2 separate regions of the Gossypium raimondii genome follow, and region 1 is linked to region 2. The links are chromatin contacts, called in public Hi-C maps. All regions are on one chromosome and are shown on one strand. Each heading gives the region's core, a stretch centred on a gene start, on an enhancer-like site or on the middle of the called end of the contact. The rest is flanking DNA. Distances are from core to core; before and after follow the strand shown.

Evidence for each region. A called contact is a pair of places that touch in the nucleus more often than the background predicts.
Region 1: a contact with region 2 is called in a Hi-C map of leaf, with 2.6 times the contacts expected there. The contact joins the promoter of LOC105782295 here to the promoter of LOC105783816 in region 2. A contact is called at or near these places in 2 of 2 Hi-C or Micro-C datasets (both in leaf).

Annotation. Positions count from the first base shown.
Region 1 is chr13:38,531,580-38,536,110 of ASM2569854v1, forward strand. LOC105782295 (22.0 kDa class IV heat shock protein) reads left to right here and starts at 2,365. Exons shown (of 1, transcript XM_012606962.2): 1 at 2,365-3,004. The coding sequence starts at 2,367. The coding sequence ends at 2,921.
Region 2 is chr13:38,169,801-38,174,054 of ASM2569854v1, forward strand. It overlaps LOC105783816 (hypothetical protein), which reads right to left and starts at 1,481. Exons shown (of 2, transcript XM_012609475.2): 1 at 72-1,481. The coding sequence starts at 1,211.

The DNA.
Region 1 (4,531 bases), core at 1,115-3,614, 360 kb after region 2:
AATTCACTATGTCGAATTCGAATGATTACAAGAGGAGTAGACTATGTCTTTTTATTGGCATGTAAAACCATATTCTAATAGAAGTGTAGTAAGATTGAAACACCTTATTTTAATCAATATCAAATAGATGGAGTTTAATAAAGTTTAAAAAACTTTATTCTAAAATAAAATAAAAGAAGTGTAGTTCTATATAGATTTTACTTTTATTTTATTTTACCACTATTTTATTTAAATAAAGATTAGGGTCACTCAATTCTAACAAAAGATATTTGGAAGAACTTAATTTTATTCTAAGCACATTTATTAATTAAATAAGAGGAGTTCAAATTCCATTAGGAATTCCGTATGTTAAAGTTAACTTCCAAGTTGAGTCGGTTTAATTATATGAGTTTATCTCTCTTGATTTAGATAAAAGTCAAACTTATATATTTAATTAATTTAATAATAAAATATTTTTAGGAAATAATTGATTAATTTACATAATTCAGTTCTAATTTCGTTAAAATCATGACAATTTTACCATACTAGATTTTATATGTAAACATATGTAATTATTCGAATAGAATTAAACAACAATGATTATTTAATTTAATTTTCAGATATAATTAAATAATATTTTCAAAAAATATAATTAATCCTAAATTATCTCTTGCAGATGTAATCTATTTCTCATTTGTCGTTTTTGTTTACTGTTATTCATAGTTATATTGAACTAAGGTATGGACACAATCAAAATTAATAATGATGCTGCTACTAAAACTAATGAAAAAAATTGTAGGTATACTACACCGGAAATATTATAGAAGGTACCAAGCACAAGTGGTTGAAGCCGTAGCTTTAAGGCTTAGTGCCAATTTGACAATGAGTTGCTGCTGGAGAAATGTGATATTTGAGTCGGATAATAATGTTGTAATTAAGATCCTCACAGACCCTTACAAATCCCCCTGGGGGATTAAAGTTGCTGCGGATGACATTTTATCTATTATTTCTTATTGCTCCTTTGTCCATTTTAGTCACTCGTTTGGGAATTGTAATTGTGTGACAGATTAGGTTGCAGGAAGCATAACTAGAGATAACCTACTTGGCGTGTTATAATCCCTGCAGGCATTGGAAAATTTGCTGTTATTTTCTTTTGAAAATATTTTTTAATTAAAAATCTTATTGTAAAGATAGGATCCAAAAGCAGTAAACAAGAAACGAAAAAGTGAGTCTGTCAGGTGAACATGTGAAAAAAATATGGGAGGCAACAAACAAATTTTTAGATATCAATTTATAAAATGAGAAGCAATAGGGACTGAGGGTAGTAACTAGTCATGATGTCTGTCACTGTTTCATGCTGCTCTCTCAACATAACATTTTACTACTAAGCCAAGAATATGTTAATCTTTCCATGGAACTGTATTGTTTTTTTTTTTTTTTTGACAACCATATTTATTTGGTTGAACTTAAGTTGGAGCTATCAAGCAAAAAAGATGTAAAATAATTCATTCTTTACATTAATTGAACTTGAAACTCATTCTTACAGTTTACACAAATATGAAACCGCTGAATAATTCTTGGGAAAGCCATTATTGATGTGGTGCAACCAGGCTTTGGCTAAAGCATTGCAAATGACACCATGGTCCATGACTGATTGATGTATTCCTTGCAGTCTTTCCAACATGTCGTCGAAACTCTTAACAACAAAACACTGTTTATCAAAATGTTCTAATATCCATATATGATCATTTATAGAAATAATAAAGAAGTCAAGCAAAAGCCAGTATTGCAGGTTCTAGTAAGTAGTTCTTAGGCTTGTCCTCACCTTGCCTTCAAATGAATAGCAGGCAATTAGTCCCGGAAAGCCTAAGGCCTTCAATGTTGATCCAAACTAGTTTTATTGCTAAGCCCACGGAAAGCTTGCCTTAAGATAATCCAAACTTGGGACCAATCTTCCCTCCAATCCAAAAGGAAGGGATATATCTTTTTGCTAAAACCATATAATATACTAATACAAACAAAAGAAATATTAAATCCGATTAGACTAGGGCTGTGGAGGAAACTTGGAATATATCCAATAGACAAAAGTAATTAGACATGAAAGACTCTAGAACCTGGACGATGTATCCACCTCCTGCTCGGCCAATCGGCTGCTCTCTTTTCGATTTGCACTGTGCTGCTGAGTTTGGTTATCGCTAGAATCTTCCCAATTTCTCTACAAATTAATCACATCATCAGAAATTTCAAGAATTTCACTACTTTTATCCACATATAAATATCCCCTCAAATCTTTAACAATGGCAATAGAATTTAACATTGAAGTAGCATTCCCTTTACTACTTCCAATTCAAGAAATCTAGTTCACTCTCACTCAGCATATTTACACAATGAGGCTCTTGCTGTTGCTCTTGGCATGTTATGTTGGCCTATGCAATGGATCGAGTTTGCTGCCATTCATGGATCCAGGCAGTGGCAGTCTGTTATTGGCTGATCCGTTCCGAGTGTTAGAGCAAATCCCACTTACCCTGGAGAGGGACGAGAGCTTGGCACTGTCGCCAGCCAGGGTGGACTGGAAGGAAACAGCGGAGGGGCATACGATAATGTTGGATGTGCCAGGGTTGAAGAAGGAAGAGCTGAAGATCGAAGTGGAAGAGAACCGTGTGCTGAGGGTGAGCGGGGAAAGGAAGAGAGAGGAAGAGAAGAAGGGGGACCATTGGCACAGGGTGGAACGCTCCTATGGCAAGTTTTGGAGACAATTTAGGCTGCCTGAGAACGTGGACTTGGACACTTTGAAGGCTAAGCTTGAAGATGGGGTGCTTACTTTGTCATTGGCCAAGTTGTCTCCCGATAAGATTAAGGGTCCGAGGGTTGTCGACATTGCTGGCGGAGAGGCTAATGAAGCACCCAAGCTCGAGGGTAACGATGCCAAGCAGGAGCTTTAAATCCATCCTTGAATTGTTTTTCATGGCTTTCAAAGCTTTTTCCAGCCTGTTTATGTAGATGAATATATATGAGAAAATAATTACTAAAATTGAATAAAAGTATTATCAAAATTATAATATAAGGTAATGCAAGGTAAGATATTGGTGTACCTAAAATTTAATTTTGACGACGCTATTATGTTTTCGTAACTAATCATCTTTGTCTGCCCCTCTCTCTCAACGTTTGTTTTGTTAAATGTGTTTAAAGATATTTCAACCTCGATATGCTACACGGACTCAGAATCATTTATATATTATATATAATATTAACTCTGTTTGGATAAGAAATTTAGAAAACAAATTTTATTTATATTTAAGTTTTAAAATTTTAAAATGTATTTATTTATTTAGATAAATATAATGGAGAATTTTAAAACTTGTGAGGAATTAATGAGATTTGAGTAGTTTATTTTTTTAAATTTTCAAAATTTTTAATTTCTCATAATTTTAATTTATTTAAAGCATACGATTTCATTATTAAATAAAGAATTTAAATTTCAAAAATTAATTTTATTTATTATAATATATATTTTATTTTATTTTATTAAATATATTTATAGTTTTTACAAATTTAATAAATCCATATTATGCTATTTATTTTAATATTATTTTAAATTTATAAACTTCCATTAACTTCATTTTTTGTAAAATAATTATTTATCCAAGCAAAATTATTACAATTCAAAAATTTTAACATGCTAGCTTTTTAAAATATCTAAAATTTTAAAATTGATCTAAATGAGTGAAATTTGAAAGAAAAATTTGAATTCATATAAATTCTAAAATTATTTCTTATGTATATTAAAACAAATAAATTCACTCTTAGAAAATTAAAATTTAGATAAAATTTAAATCCTCCATATTATATATATATGAGGAGAGATACATTTATATCGGTGTAAACTTATAGTAATTTTACACATTTCTATAACTTTTATACTATTAATATTTTTACAATTTATATGTTCTATTTCATGTTTCATTCATGTAAATTATGCATGTCAAATTCAACATAACTTTAAAATTTCTAACTATAGTTTATATAAAAACTTTCAACCATTCAATAAATATTAATATATATAATATTTTGAATCGGTATAATAGAGATATCGGATCGATTCAAAAATTTACATGTGTCATAACGTTGCCTACATAAGAGTACAAGGCCTAGTAAGCAAAGCTAGACACAGAGTGCCTAAATTAACGTAGAGTGGCCACTAACCAATTAGGGCTAGGTTGGTTAGCCACCTATTGTCTAAAAGTCTAGAATTAATACTACAAAAAATCCTAAAAGTCTAAACTCGATCTCATCACCAAATTTCGGGTTCGAGAGTAAGGTTATGTGTGGGGAATGTTATATCACCCCCACAACGCCTATCCGGGGATAGTCCTGCGGGGTCTTAGAAGCTAGGTTTTTTTTTTTATTTAAGCATATTAATGTCTTAATCTAAGCTAAAATCTTATGGAAACCTTAAATAAAAAATCTAAAGAAAATATCTTCGGTTTACTTGTAACTCGATTAAGATGTGTTCACCAAACTTATCTAATTTGAAACTTAAATTAGAGATTTT
Region 2 (4,254 bases), core at 231-2,730:
TCATATCCAGTGTGTTAAATAAAAAAGATTTGGTATATACAATTAGGAGCATCAGAAATTAAGCAGGTTACCTTTGTGGCTTTAGGCTCCAAATACAGTCCATTGACCAAAACCATGAAAAGGGATGACAAAAGATTAATAGCTTGAAACACCTCTGGCGGGCTCGAGATCGATCTTTTCCTGTGCCACAATAAGTGCCCCAACAAAGCCATCCCTATACTATAAGCCATTGCCCTGAAGTAAACAGGGTATATCTTGCTCTGCACCACCCCAAACTGCTGTCTTGGTAGCTGTCCTGCCAGGATATAGCTGGAAATGAACGTAACCCACACACTCATCCCATATGCTGTAGCTAATCCAAGTAAGTTCACTATACCCATCACTGTATTCAATGCCTCCATTGAAGTCATGTACTTCAAACCATCAAGATACTTGTTTGCACTAGTTTTAACCTTGTTCGCAGCTCGGCCTGCTTCTTCCATGGCCTTTTCCTGAACGTTCTCCACTTGCTCTGATGTATTTGTCACTATATCAGCCCCCATCGTCTTGGCCGTGTCTTTTGCTGTTGTCGCCGCCTCCTTGGCCTTATCAATGGACTCTTTCGCCCTTTCTTTAACATCTTGGCCCTTTTGCACAACTGCCCCTTTTGCTTTGCCTAAAGCATCGCCGATAGCTCCCTTTTTATCTGCGACCTTGTCTCTGGTTTCATGTGCACTCTCTGAAACCTTCTCTCTAACCTCCTGCGCGGTTTCCCAAGCCTTGTCTTTAGCCTTCTCTTTGGCTTCATGTGCGGTCCCTGAAGCTGCTTGTTTAAGCTTGTTAGCTTCATGTGCGGTGTCTGACACCTTATCTTTGGCTTTACCAAGGGCAGTGGCGACCCTCTGGGTACATTTCCCGAAAGCATCGCAGATAAGTTCCCCAGGTGAATGTCGTCCGGAGCCAGCTTTTCCTTGTGAAATGCCATGGCCAACGTTGGGAAGCGCAGATGCGGCATCTTTCATAGTTTCCTTGCCAAAATATTCCCCTTGGTCTGTTTGCTGGTGCAGCGACGGGGATGAGATTGAGACTTTGGTGTTATGTTTGCCATCTTGGTCATATTCAACAACTATGACCCTATGGCCTTCTTTCAATATAACATCGTCCCTTCCGACTGCAGCAGCCATCGCCAGTGAACTAACTACAAGAAGACTCAAAAGCAAACCATTCGTCATCTTTGTCTTAGATGGGGATGCTCAAGCTGGGTTACATTTTTAATGGAGGTTTGCTTTAAAGAACTGGAAGATATGGTTTCAAATTGAGGAGGAAGAAACGATACGCATTGTGCATAGTCCACGTTGCCTGTAGTAGTCGAGAAACCGACGCGTTTGCATTGACTCAACCACGTTCTGATTCGACGTGGCTGCATTTCAGGGCTTTGTTAGGCTCTTATAACAACACCTGGAAAGAAGAGAAAATTCAAGAGCGGCTCCCAAACTTTTGTAATGGATAAGAAAGAAATAGAATAAAAGCTTTTGTTCCATGCTCCTTCAGCTGCCTCGTTCTACCAAGTATGCTGGGGTGACATGTAAGCATAGGAGAGATAATATGCTCCTCTTACCATACCGGTCATATAACTTTGCTATTTGATCTAGTAAGATATTAAATTTTATGGGTTTATAGAAATATCATTTAGTTTGATATAGGTTTATGCGTGTAGAAATGTAGTAAAACTTAGGTTATGATGGATGGCCCATAAGTATTAAGTTCATGGCATTAAGTTTTCTTTTTCCGAGTAGAAACTAAACAGAAACAACCTATTTAAACATAAAACATCTTGATTGTTTCAACTATTTCTTAAATAAATGAAAATAATTTTTATCAAAATTTCGACTACTTTCTCAAATGTAAGAATATGTTGAATTGAATTTGTATTTTTAAAATTAAGATAATATATATAATAAAATATCATTTTGAGAGTTACGAGGATGCTAAAATTTTCATCACGCGTAATTGATTCTCGAAATTTTTAAAACTTTAACAATTAATTTTGATAACAAAATATATCTATTAAATAAAGTATTTCTTAAACAAGGAGAGGATACCACTCCTTTTCCTTGAGTTAAAAATCCAACAAAACATCCCAATAAAAACCTTCACCCATTAATCCAATGAAGGTAATATCTTAAAGTTAATTATTACAAACCCAAACTCTTAATAGTATACGAACAATTTAAATGTGTATTATTTCATGAAAACAACAGAGTATATAATGAGAAAGATAATCTTTAGTGGCCAAGATCACTAAAATTCTCAACATAAGTGATTGGAACATCTACCAGGGCAGCTTCATCGATGATTGGAACATCTATCGGGGCAGCTTCGTCATTGATTGGAACATCTATCAGGGCAACTTCATCAATGATTGGAACACCTATTGGGGCAGCTTCATCATTGATTGGAACATCTATCGGGGGAGCTTTAGCATTCTGTTCGACTCCAATGCTGGCTTCGGCTTCTGAACTCACCACTGTTTTCATCTTTCTCTTTCTTCCACGCCTACCTATTGAATGAAGAAAAAACCATGGTTGAATAACTCTCAAAAAGTGCTAGATATAGATATGTGCTTTAGTTTAGAATCATATTGCCTAGTGTTTGAATACACAGTAGATATGGGTATTTCATGAAAATTGGAAAGTTAGAGTTAGGGTTAGAATATGCTTAAAAAGTGAGTGGAAAGAGAAAGATACCCTTTGGTGCAGTTGAAGCTGAAGCTGAAGCAGTAAGATTGGACATGTGCATATTCTTAGAATTTGTTCTCTCCATAGTTGAAGCCTCTAGTTCTTCATTCTGTTCTCCAGTTTCTCCATAAGTCAATAACTGCAAAAGTTGAAAACCAATATAACAATGATCGGGGAAGAAACTCTCAAATCACGAAAGAATTGTTACAAAGGAAAAGTTAAAAAAATAATGTAAAGAAATATGAGAAATGAACTTGTTTAGGGTTTAGGAAAATAGCATGCTTACTAGAAAAGGTGCTGGCGATTCACTTTGGCCATTGCTCTCATTTTTCTTCTTTCCACGCACGGGGAGAATGCCATCCGTTTCATACCTTTTTACCTCAAGAAGTGATCGAAGAGTAATATTGCGCTCTTTATGGCGATATTTCTGCAATAATGAGATATTATCAAACATCAGTGATAAATGAGATATATATATTTGCCTACATATGGGAAAAAATAGATCATAAGAGTTGTAAAAGTCATTTAAAGGTAATTACTTTATCAATCCTCCCATTTTTGCGTGGACTTTCTGTAACAATCCAATTGTTTATGAACTCAGGCAGTGGCTTTAACTGATATGCAAAGCATTTAAGATAACATTGTAAGAAAATGGTAGTTAATAGAGCTATTTGTTTATGTTTCTAAGGTGTGTGAATGCTTACCTTGTTGTATCTTCTCTTCGGAGTAGGAGCTTGAGCTTTAGGAGGCAGCATAGAGATAGGGGTTGCCTCTATTATATAACCAGTTGTTTCTGCGATTACCAATTTCAAACCATTTAGTAAATTCTGTCAGGACAATAACTTTGTTCTACTATATATGTAAAAAACTAATATAGTTTATATAAAACTAATATAGTTCTACTTCGGAGTAGGAGATTAAGCAAGGCATAGGTAGGTAAATGTGTCCTCTAAATAATCTTACTTATAAACTCTATTATTATTAGGTGAATTTCTTAGGTTGAAGAGAAGATATTGGCCTTAAGAATTTAAAGTGTAAATAGGAAGGAGTATTCATGTGTACAATTTTTTATGGGTGGTTTACACTATGATTAAGAAAATTAATACTTTCTAAGGAATATATATATATATAGAGAGGGGGTAGGTAGTAGATATAGGTATTCGATATGTGTACTTTATGAAAATTTAAAAGTTGGAGTTAGTGGTGGAATATGCTTAAAAATGAGTAGAAAGAGATACCTTTTGGTGCTGAAGCAGTAGCAGGATTAGGCATGTACATATTGTTCCAAGGTTCTGTCATGTGACATTGTTCTTGGGGAATACGCATTCCCGTCTTTGGAGAATTGCAGGTATCCACATTTTCAATATTCTCATAAATTATTATCTCATTAGTTGAAGCATCTGGTTCTTCTACATTCAATTGTTCAGTTCGTTCATAAGTCAATGCCTGCAAAAGTTGAAATGCCAATATGACAGTAACATGGGAAGAAACATTCAACTCTCAAAAGGACCATCACCAAAGAAAAGTTAAAATTTTT